Regions from separate parts of the Lactuca sativa genome. Here region 1 is linked to region 2. The links are chromatin contacts, called in public Hi-C maps. All regions are on one chromosome and are shown on one strand. The core of a region is the stretch at or near the end of the contact, and the rest is flanking DNA. Distances in the headings are between cores, read along the strand shown. Region 1 holds the start of LOC111919948. Region 2 holds the start of LOC111894240 (cation/calcium exchanger 4).

Evidence for each region. A called contact is a pair of places that touch in the nucleus more often than the background predicts.
Region 1: a Hi-C map of leaf shows a contact between it and region 2, with 5 times the contacts expected there. The contact joins the promoter of LOC111919948 here to the promoter of LOC111894240 in region 2. A contact is called at or near these places in 3 of 4 Hi-C or Micro-C datasets (leaf and seed).

Annotation. Positions count from the first base shown.
Region 1 is chr8:132,246,374-132,251,493 of Lsat_Salinas_v11, forward strand. It overlaps LOC111919948, which reads right to left and starts at 1,846. Exons shown (of 15, transcript XM_023915514.3): 1 at 1,514-1,846; 2 at 1,077-1,319; 3 at 848-972; 4 at 549-765; 5 at 344-469; 6 at 18-274. The coding sequence starts at 1,792.
Region 2 is chr8:132,099,591-132,104,745 of Lsat_Salinas_v11, forward strand. LOC111894240 (cation/calcium exchanger 4) reads left to right here and starts at 3,315. Exons shown (of 1, transcript XM_023890316.3): 1 at 3,315-5,155. The coding sequence starts at 3,724.

The DNA of each region.
Region 1 (5,120 bases), core at 596-3,095, 150 kb after region 2:
TGAGTTGTTATACATACCATATAGAAGTCTCATCAATCTTCTCTTCATCTGATAATCTATAAGACATTAAGTATAACCACATGGCATTCAAGACACGATCAATTAAGGGTTCACCAGAATCCCATTCAGGAAGACGAGGAAGAAGCATTGAATCAATCACGCTTTTTCCAGATTCTAAGACTTTTGATGTGTTTACACCATTTAGGAAAGAAAGATTAGGAAGAGATTCAGCAATCTTGATTGCACTGTCTCCTAGAGGTCCAGGAATGTCCACCTGTCACATACCTAGAATTAGCAATATATATATATATATAAAGATGAGAGCTTTAGTGATTGAAGATACCTCAATCGAATGTAAGCTGGTAAAGGCTTTTAGATGTTCATGTAAATCAGATACAGAGTGATCATTTAATGGATTTCCTCGAAGATTTAAGTAGGAAAGAGATGGCATAGCATCAGCTGAAAACCCCTAAAAAGAGTTGCAAAGTGGAAGTAAATAATATGAATAGTTGGAAATAAATGTAGTTTGGATGATTATCTGATTATACCATGTGTAGGCTGTGAATACGTCTGTTTGAAAGGTCAAGAGAAGTCAAACCCTGCAACGAGTGGTTATCATCATCATGTCCACATCCCGGATTGTCTTTGTCATAAATTCCTCCACAGAAACCCAAAGCCCAGCCCGTGTATTTTCGGGTAAAAGATGAGTTCAAGATTTCAAGTCTTGGGAAATTATGAATAATAGCATCTGCAACATGATCATCACTAGAGGAAAAAGTACTTCAGTTTTATCTATTTTACTGTTTCACACCAGCAGCTATGATTAAAAACTTTAGCAATCACTTACAAATTCTGCATGATTGGGTTATTGTTTAGCCAGAGAGCTCTAAGGTGTTTGAACTTCACAATTTCCTTGGTGATTGTCTCGGTGAACTTAATCTTGTTGTTGCACAGACTAAGTGCAATTAAGTCCTATAGAATTTGAGCACCAAAAAGTAAAATTGATGCATCAATGGTGGAATTCTCAAGAAAAGAAATGCATGAAAGAGATGAGAATGTGAGCAATGGTGACATACAGGAAATTTGGTAGGTAAATCAAGGGACACAAAGACATCATCATCAATGTTAAGATCCTCGAGTTCCAACCACACCACTGCACCAGGCCCCTCCTTTTTCACCTTCTCCAATTCTCTCTCCACGATTTCCACAACAGTTAATTTGATATCCTCTTTATCTGCATCTTCATCGTCTGAATTCAAATCAATATCCACACACATCAATGAAGCCATTCTTTCTACCAACCCTGGAATTTCTTGCAGCTGTTAAAACAGTACATACATTTCAAAACAATGTACATAAACACAATAGAAGATGCAATCTGGTCTTAACAAAATGTAAGTTGAGTAAACAATAGAATCCCATCGATGTCGTTCACTCATAATTAAGACTTAATCGCTTAATCCGAACTCGAACACGATAAAATTATAGAAGACTGTACAGGAAGCAACTTAACCTGTTTGGGGGCATCCGCAAGTCGAAAGGACAAAGCATGATCAACGAGAAAAATGTTTGATTCTTTTCCCATGGAATTCGAGGTGGTGAGAACAAGACGCCTTTGGCGTCCATCCTCTACCGGCTCCACCTGGAAGTAATTGCCGCCATCGAAAGTTTCAGTGGACAGCTTCTCAAAGAGTTTCCGGTAAAGTGACTGAGGAATACCGGCAGCTGCAAGTAGTAGACCATGAACCTTCAGAAAATCTTCAAATGTTCGAATAGTTCCGGCGTCGGCCATGACAGAGGACGTTTTCGTTTGTGTTTTGCTGGCGAGTGGAGAGGGTTTAACAAAAGGGTTTTCCCGCAGCACTCGACAGGTAAAGGTGTTTAAAATTTTACCTGGGCTATCCACTTGTATTGATTTGGGCCTTTCTCCTAGACTCCCAAGTCTCAACGTCCCAACTCCCAAGTCTAACAATAAGCCCAAAATGGAATTCCAAGTCCACTCAATCCAACGATTATGTCTTTTTAATTCAAAAAGACATTGCAGTAGAATGTGATCTTAGAGCACAGACCATAGAGGCCCCAAAGTCACTCTACAATTGGTCTTTGCCGAAATGGATTTTGTTAGTTTGGTCGAGGACGGTCTTTGTTTGTCTCGGTTCGATCCAGAGTAGTTCGGTATCGTGGTTTTTTTATTTTTCGCATCCACTCCAACGCCAACTAAGGGTACTCCTTAGAAGAGGCAATCGTGAACTATTACCGCTACACCCCTAAGGCCATCAAGAATAAAACATATGTTCTCTCGAGGACCACACCATGACGATGCTATATCGGTAACTTAGGCTACTTCACAACAGAATATAGAAATCGTGATATGTTATCACTAACCTTTATATCGGTATTTATATTGTTTTGAATCTTGCATCAGATTGGGTAAGCGTATATTTGGTTTATTTCTCTATTTATGTTGGGTTATATCTCCAAGAAATGTTATATGTCATTTGCATGTCATGGATCGTTAATTGGTTAATTGGGGTTGTATCATGTATAGTGAGTTCCAAGTGTTCGGTTGTTATTTCCGATTTTGGACGAGATCAACCCAGTGGCATTGGGTCGAAGGCCTGTGGTCAGGGTTCAGCAGGTTGGTTATCCGGCATCGTCAGGATTCGGTGGTTTCAGTCATTGTGCTTGGATTGACTTATGGGGGCGCCAAGGGAAGTGGTCTATTGCTGAGGTTTTGGTATGAGCATCTGTTATTTGGACTTCAAGATTCGAGTGTAGTATCATTTCAAAGCATTTGTGGTCATCAATGTTGCTGGGATTCGGAAAATGTTCATCTAGTCTTCAGGGGGTGTGTAGGGGCAAAAAGGTTGGTTTTATTCGGGATGGAAGTTTCTGTTTGGGTTTCGGATATCATGGGAAGGTTGTGTTGTGCGCAGAACTTTCGGGTGCGTTCCTCAAGCTATTTGTTTTGATACGAGTGTTAGTAATGAGCGATTTCGAGGACGAAATTTAATTTAAGTGGGGGAGGTTTGTAACACTCAGTTTCAGATTTGCTTCCTTATTCGAGGTTGTGGCCCAATCATCAGTTGTCATAAGGTTTAAGGCATTGGGAAAGGAAGGATTTGGCCCAATTCGGATGTGGGTGTCATAGTATAAGTGATCCAAGTGTTCGATTGTGTCTTCGGAAGTCAAGGGTATAATCGTAAATTGATGTTTGATATTTTATGGATTTTGGGTTTTTTTCGGGAGGTTTTAAGGCTTAGGTGTGTCGTTAGAAGCGTAAGGCTTCTTGCCACCTTTCCATGGATATACGGTTTGTTGGAAACGGACCTATGACGAGGGAGTTATGGTATTTTGAAGTTTTGGCATATTTAGCCCTTGATGGAAAAAGATTTGCATTCCGGTTCTATTCATCCAAAGGTGGCATGCATGTGTTTGGCTGGGTACGCCCAACATAATGTTGGAAAATGGACACATGGATGTTTGAGCTGTATGCTCAGCGTACAGATATTACGCCCAGCGTAATGTGTTGAATCCCAAAACCCTAAATCTTGGGGTTGGCTCACTATTTAAACACCTTAAGTCCCAAGTGTGAGCCTATCCTTCATCCTCCATTGTCATAAACCATAATCTCAAGTTGTAGCCTCATCCAAACGTGTTGTGAGCCTTTTTATGTGTATCTTGGTGGGTTTTAGTGTACATTCAAGAGAGGAGGTGTAATGCAAGGTGGTGAATCAATAGGAAGGCTTGTGGATTTGGACTATTTGTGACATTTCCAACTCATAAAAGGTAAAGGGTTCTTAACTTGCTCTTTAAAAGTTGAGATCTAAAGTTATGTGGGTTTTGGTTCCATTTTGACCTCGAGAGTGACATCTAGTGGTTGGACACCACTCCATGAGCTTTGAGTTGCCACTCTTAACAATTCTAAGGTAATAAGTTCATAAAATGATTGCTTGGTGTTTAAAATTGGCCCATGCATGTTCTTGTTGGGTCTTAATGGATTAAAATGATTATTGGGTCCCATTGAGTCATGTAAATGCATAAAGGTGCCAACTTTATGCATTAAGAGCTTTGTTGGAAGGTATCCTGAGGTTTTAACGGAAGGAATTAACGGATTAAGTCATAATATGAGTTTTGGAGAAGCAGCGGGTACGCCCCACGTAAGTCCATGTATGCCCTACGTACTGACTTGAGGCCCTAATCAGTATCTTTATGTACGATGAGCGTACCAAGGAGGTACGCCCCGCGTACGTTCAGTTGTGGATTTTAGGTTTGTTCTCGTTTGGGCTTCGAACATGGGTTTGAGCCTTGTGGGTTGGGCTTATTGGTCAAAGTAATATTATAGTCTTGGACTCTTGTTTGGGCATGTCTAGTTGGGCCAAAGTTTTTGGTATTGAGCCTTAGTATGCCCAATGGGCTTGGGCCTTTGGGGCATTGAAGATTTATTATTGGACCATAAATTGTTGTGCTTTAGGATAAGGCTCATATGGGGTTAGGCCCAATTTGTAAAATTAGGCCATTAGTGGGCTTTTATGAATTTTGTAGTTTTGGGCCTTTTTGATTTTGGATTGGGCTTCAGTTTTGGTCAGGGGTAAAATGGTCATTTACCCCAAGTATGGATTATGGATCATAGTTTGGATCCCAATTGCTAATTGGGTGATATTCTGGTATTGATAGCTTGGGAAGTCGTCAGGGCAGCAACTAAGGATTTATTGCAGTGAGCTTCAGCATTCAAGGTGAGTCTCCTCATTGTTTTATGGGTCGACTGCACCAATGTCGACCTATTTGGTTTATGTGTGGTGGGGATACCCAGGGGTGACCCTTAGCGGTTTACATGAAAGACCAGGAGGCGACTCCTGGTATTTTGTATGAAAGACCAAAGTCTGAACTCTAGCAAATGTTAGTCAAGTAACTGTAGATTGTATGCTAGTTGTCTTTGTGATACTTGCATGGAAGACCAGGAGGTGGCTCCTGGCACTTGTCTGTAAAGACCCAGGGTTGTGGCCCCCGGCCTAACAAGAAAGACCACAATGCGGCTCGTGCCATAATGGCAAGACTATGGTTGGCACATAACACTCTTATTGATTATGCTTATGTATGATATGTATGGCTCATGGTTA
Region 2 (5,155 bases), core at 2,065-4,564:
AGAAAAGTCTTGTGCTGTCTTATTCTAGGCTGGACCACTTTGAAAACTTCCAAAGTAGGCACCATGCAGAAGTCAGTCGAATACCAACAAAGAAAGTTGAATTTTATTGACACATGTTGGAGAGAATTGGTTACGTATAAGTTTAATCAAGAGATTAAAAAAATGAAATCAGCCATTCCCTTAAGGTGTGTGTGTGTGTGTGTGTGTGTTTGGTTTGTAGATTCTAATGAAATCCGAGACAGATATTCCTTCTATATCTTGTTTGGTTGTCAAACAGACGGAATATAATTATGTTGGAATCCTTGAAATTCCATGTTAGATAGATGACTTTTATATTCCTAGGGGTGGGTGGCAGTGGCATATTCAGGATTCAAGGATTCAAAATTTTGTCTTGTCCACTTTAATTGAGGTTACAAAATAAACGGGTCCAGTTATTTGGCGTTAATAATATCATCTAAAATAAGTTTAGTATTAACTTTTTGATACCAAAAATAAAATGTAATTTTGAAAATAGTTGTCAATATCTTATAATTGTTCACGAGTTTTCATATTTTGAAAATAATATATAATTGTGTGATGTCGTTGCTAAATGTTTAACATTTCTTTCTGACACTAGATAATTATTTATAATTTAATCACTTATCTTATTGCACAAATAGTTTTTTATCAATTATATTGTTGACAATGCACACTCCATAATGGAGCAACAAGCAAAAGAAGTGTTAATTTCCATAAAAGATAGTATATCAATTATATTGTTGACAATGCACACTCCACATGCCATGTAGAGTCTTTTATTATCTCGTTCTTGGGATATCATGATTGTCTAGACCAGTGTTGCACAAATTATGGCGACCAATTAATCGATTGACGGCTTTGAGTTGATTACAATTAAGGCCAGACGACTAGTTTAATCGGTTTTGGTATCAGTTAACGTCGGTCCTTGGTAGTCTTTGGCGAAAAAAATAAAAAATAAAAAATTCATGTTTTCAACTTTTCAAATATTGTACCAAAATTTTCAAATTTCCAAATATTATATAAAGAAAATTTCAAAAATCCAAAGTTTTAAATTTTCAAAATTTCAAATATTTTTTTAAGATATATTAATTGTATTTAAATAATTTTATTAATAATTAATGCTCCTCGATTAATCTTCACATAGACCGATTATTCCTTTAATTAACGAAGTCGATCATCGAACATTTTTTACAACCTTGTTCGGACACTATATTATACTATGCAATCACATTCATTATATACATGATTACTTTTTTTTAATGGCCCAGTCATATACAAATGTCATGCTCTATCTAGAAAACAATGTCAATAGTATAAATAATCATTTCAAAACATTTACAAGTTTAAAGCATAAGTTATAAAAAGTCCTTTATCTTTTCAGTCATATAACTTGTACTTACTCTTTCAAAGAGTTAATTTAATCAAAACCATTAACATTGGAAAAAATCCTCATGTACACACATTGTTAGTTAGTGAAGACTAACTATCATTCCTTATCCTTCACTTTGTGCTTCTTGACAAATATTCCCTAAATACCTATTCAATCAAAATAATAAGCTCATAAGAATACTTCTCTTTCAAAAGAGCTTTATTATATTCCATATTTTCATTTCCAATCTTCTATAATAACATAATATCATTATTTTACAATCTCACGGCTAAAACTAGTTAGGCTTCACGAAGAACTTATCCTTATGCCTTAATTCATTAAGATACCAGTTCAATCTCACATATCTAGCAAACCACCCAATTAGGGTTCATGATCATCATCTTTAAATTCAAGCAATAAACCATATTAAGGCTTGAAAACATGTTTACTACACCTACTACATAATTATCATCAAGATTTCATTTCTCTCTCTCTCTCTCTCTCTCTCTCTCTCTCTATATATATATATATATATATATATATATATATATATATAAGAACTAGGGTTTCATCATCCCTTTACACTTTCACCATTAAAGTTTGTCTAAGCTTGCTAAGAAGAAGAAGTTACCTTCAACCCAAGATATAGAAGCCATGATTCTTGTCCTTCATGGAAATCCTTGGATAGAGCATCAACCTCTTAGTATTAAGCTCCTAAAATTGCCCTTAGATGGTCTCCAAATGGTGTGTGGTGAAATGAGGGGCAAGCAACCGACTTAACACATGATATAATGTATTTTTATAGACCTTGACCCCTTTACAAAACTGTATAACATGAAACTCAACCATGTTTTGCCAAAATAGTCCCAAAAGTGCCATAAAAAACAATCTACTTCATTAAACTGAAGTTTAGACTATTCGAACCATTTACACGACCGTGTAAGGCATTATACAACCGTGTAACTCTCATTTTCTTCTTTAAGCAATACATTTTACTCTCCAACTTCAATTAACCATAACTTTTTCGTACATACTCATATTTTAATGATCTTTATATCCATATATTCGTATTCGAGTCAACTATAACTTCTTTTAGATTAGCTCTGCTAAAAAGTTCTACATTTTCATTTATAAACAAAGGGGTATACATTATTTTTTTTTTATTATAATAACCTTATTTCACATCTTCTAAATTAGGTAATTCACACAACTTAACAAAATTGCATACCGTAACTTGTCATCTAAACTTTTTAAAGATGTTACAGGTAAAATGGTAATTACATATAAAATTTTTAAAAAAAATAAAACCATATGTATCAACTGTGTAATAAATTAAAACCATGGACACCATCATCATCTTCTTGAGAAAAAAGTTCCGGACAAAACATATGAATTTGAAAAACCAAAAGGACCATTTATGTAAATTTGTCTATTAATAATGAACATACTTTTTTTCTTATTTTTCGAAGGGCATATTCATAATGAACATGACTATTTCTTTCTTGGACTAACAATATCATTTTGGACTTTCTTAATAAATCTTAATAAATCAGAACTCTTTTTTTCGTTGTAAAATATTAATATTTCTTTGTAAATGAGTAAAAGTTTTTGGTTACGAATGTCAAATATAATTTTACATGACAAGATCTTTTATTTAGTTATAAAATAAACTACGTAAGTTTTAAATATTAATTTTAGAACATACTATTAAGCTAAAAATTAATGGAAAAATAGTTTTAACTTTTACGGGCATGTTATCATCCACTGTAAACAATAAAAGTAATATGTTTTAGAAACAAAAAGTATGTGCATTATTTTCTTGAAGAAAACATGTGTTTAATTTTTTCACTAAAACATATCTTTAATCTTTAAACGTAAATGATTAAGAAATCATATACCGGTTATACCCTTTTGAGTTTTGGCACATTTAATTAGTTGCCGAAAATGACAACCCCAGAACTCATCGGAATGATACCTTCTCATGAAAACTGAACCACTCGAATCGACTCAATCTGTTCACAAAAAACCAAAACACAAGTCATCTCGTCTCTCCTTCTTCAACATCAAGAGCCCTAAAAGTTCCTCTCTTTCCCTTTCATAATTTTGGGTTTTTGCCTCCTTGATCTAATACACGTCTGTCATTCTTGATCTTCTTTACCTATTTCAATTCTCGAAATCGAAATCTTATCGAATCATATGCCTACGTGATCACTTCTTTTCACTCTGGTTTTTTGATGATACCCAATTACCTCAACGTATTACCCAAATCATTATTTCTTGATCTCCTTAGTCAAATTGTAAAGTAAGATCATAAAACTAGGTTTCTGTTGGTGTAAATGGACCACCGCTTCCGGATACCCTTCAATTCCCGTGGTTCTTTGCATGGTGTTTTCAGCCTTGTATTTCTCGTATTTTGCTTTCACCAACAGACCCATAAATGGAACTACAAGGTTATCAACCGGGTCGGGTTGCACAGTACTCCACGAAACTTGGGTATCAAGACCCCACCTGATTGTACAGGACTAAATCAACATGAAGGCTATGAAAGTGTATGTGAGTTCTTATTAGCTAACCCTCAATGTAAATCCGATGGTTTTTTCAATTACATGAACTTCTTCTACTGTTCTTGTCAAAACCATGCTTTCTTTGGTTACATTGTACTCGTTTTATGGCTTGCTGCCTTGTTTTATCTTTTGGGCAACACAGCTGCCGATTACTTCTGTTGTTCTCTTGAAAAGTTGTCGAATTTATTGCGATTGCCACCAACTGTCGCAGGGGTCACCTTGCTTCCATTAGGAAACGGTGCCCCTGATGTATTTGCTAGCATCGCTGCTTTTGTGGGCACCGATAATGGCGATGTTGGGCTCAACAGTATTCTGGGTGGAGCCATTTTCGTGACGTGTGTTGTTGTCGGGACTATTTCTATCTGTGTGGCTGATCAGGCTGTGAATATCGATAAGAAATGCTTCATTAGAGATGTATCTGTGTTTCTTTTTGCCGTTGTTTCTCTTGCTTTCATCTTGCTTATCGGAGAGGTTAGTGTCGGTGGCGCAATCGCGTTTGTTTTTATTTACATTGTTTACGCCGCCTTAGTTGCCGCTAACGAGTTCTTGAGACTAAGAGATGGGATTTTGAACATTGAGACAATAAGTGTCCCGTTGTTGGCTGTTACTCAAATGGATGATTACGAAAATAAAGATCTTGAATCAATAAACATGTCTTTCACGGATTCCGATGATGTCCCACTCTTGATTGAATCAAAGGTTCCACACTGGATGTGGGGTTCAAACGTGTCAATTTACTCGGAGGTTCTTGGACATATGGAAGATAACCCAAAGCCTCTTTGGGGATGGAAGGATGAAGAACATAACAACTCACCACTTTCGTGTTCTAAACTATTTTCATGTCTAGAATTCCCGTTATCGTTGCCAAGACGGTTGACAATTCCAATAATCGAGGAAGGAAGATGGTCAAAAGGTTACGCTGTCGTCAGCGTAACCCTAGCCCCTTCCCTCCTCGCATTCCTATGGAACAACCAGTATGGTAACAACCGACTAGCTACTGGGCTAATCTACTTAGCTTGTGCAGTAGTCGGTTGTTTCCTTGGTGGGGTTGCGTTTATTTTCATAAACACAAACCACCCACCTCAAAAATGGGTCCTCCCATGGGTTGTTGGAGGGTTCTTTATGAGCATTGTTTGGTTCTACATGATAGCCAATGAGCTAGTTTCTTTATTGGTAGCATTTGGTCTAATATTCGGAATCAACC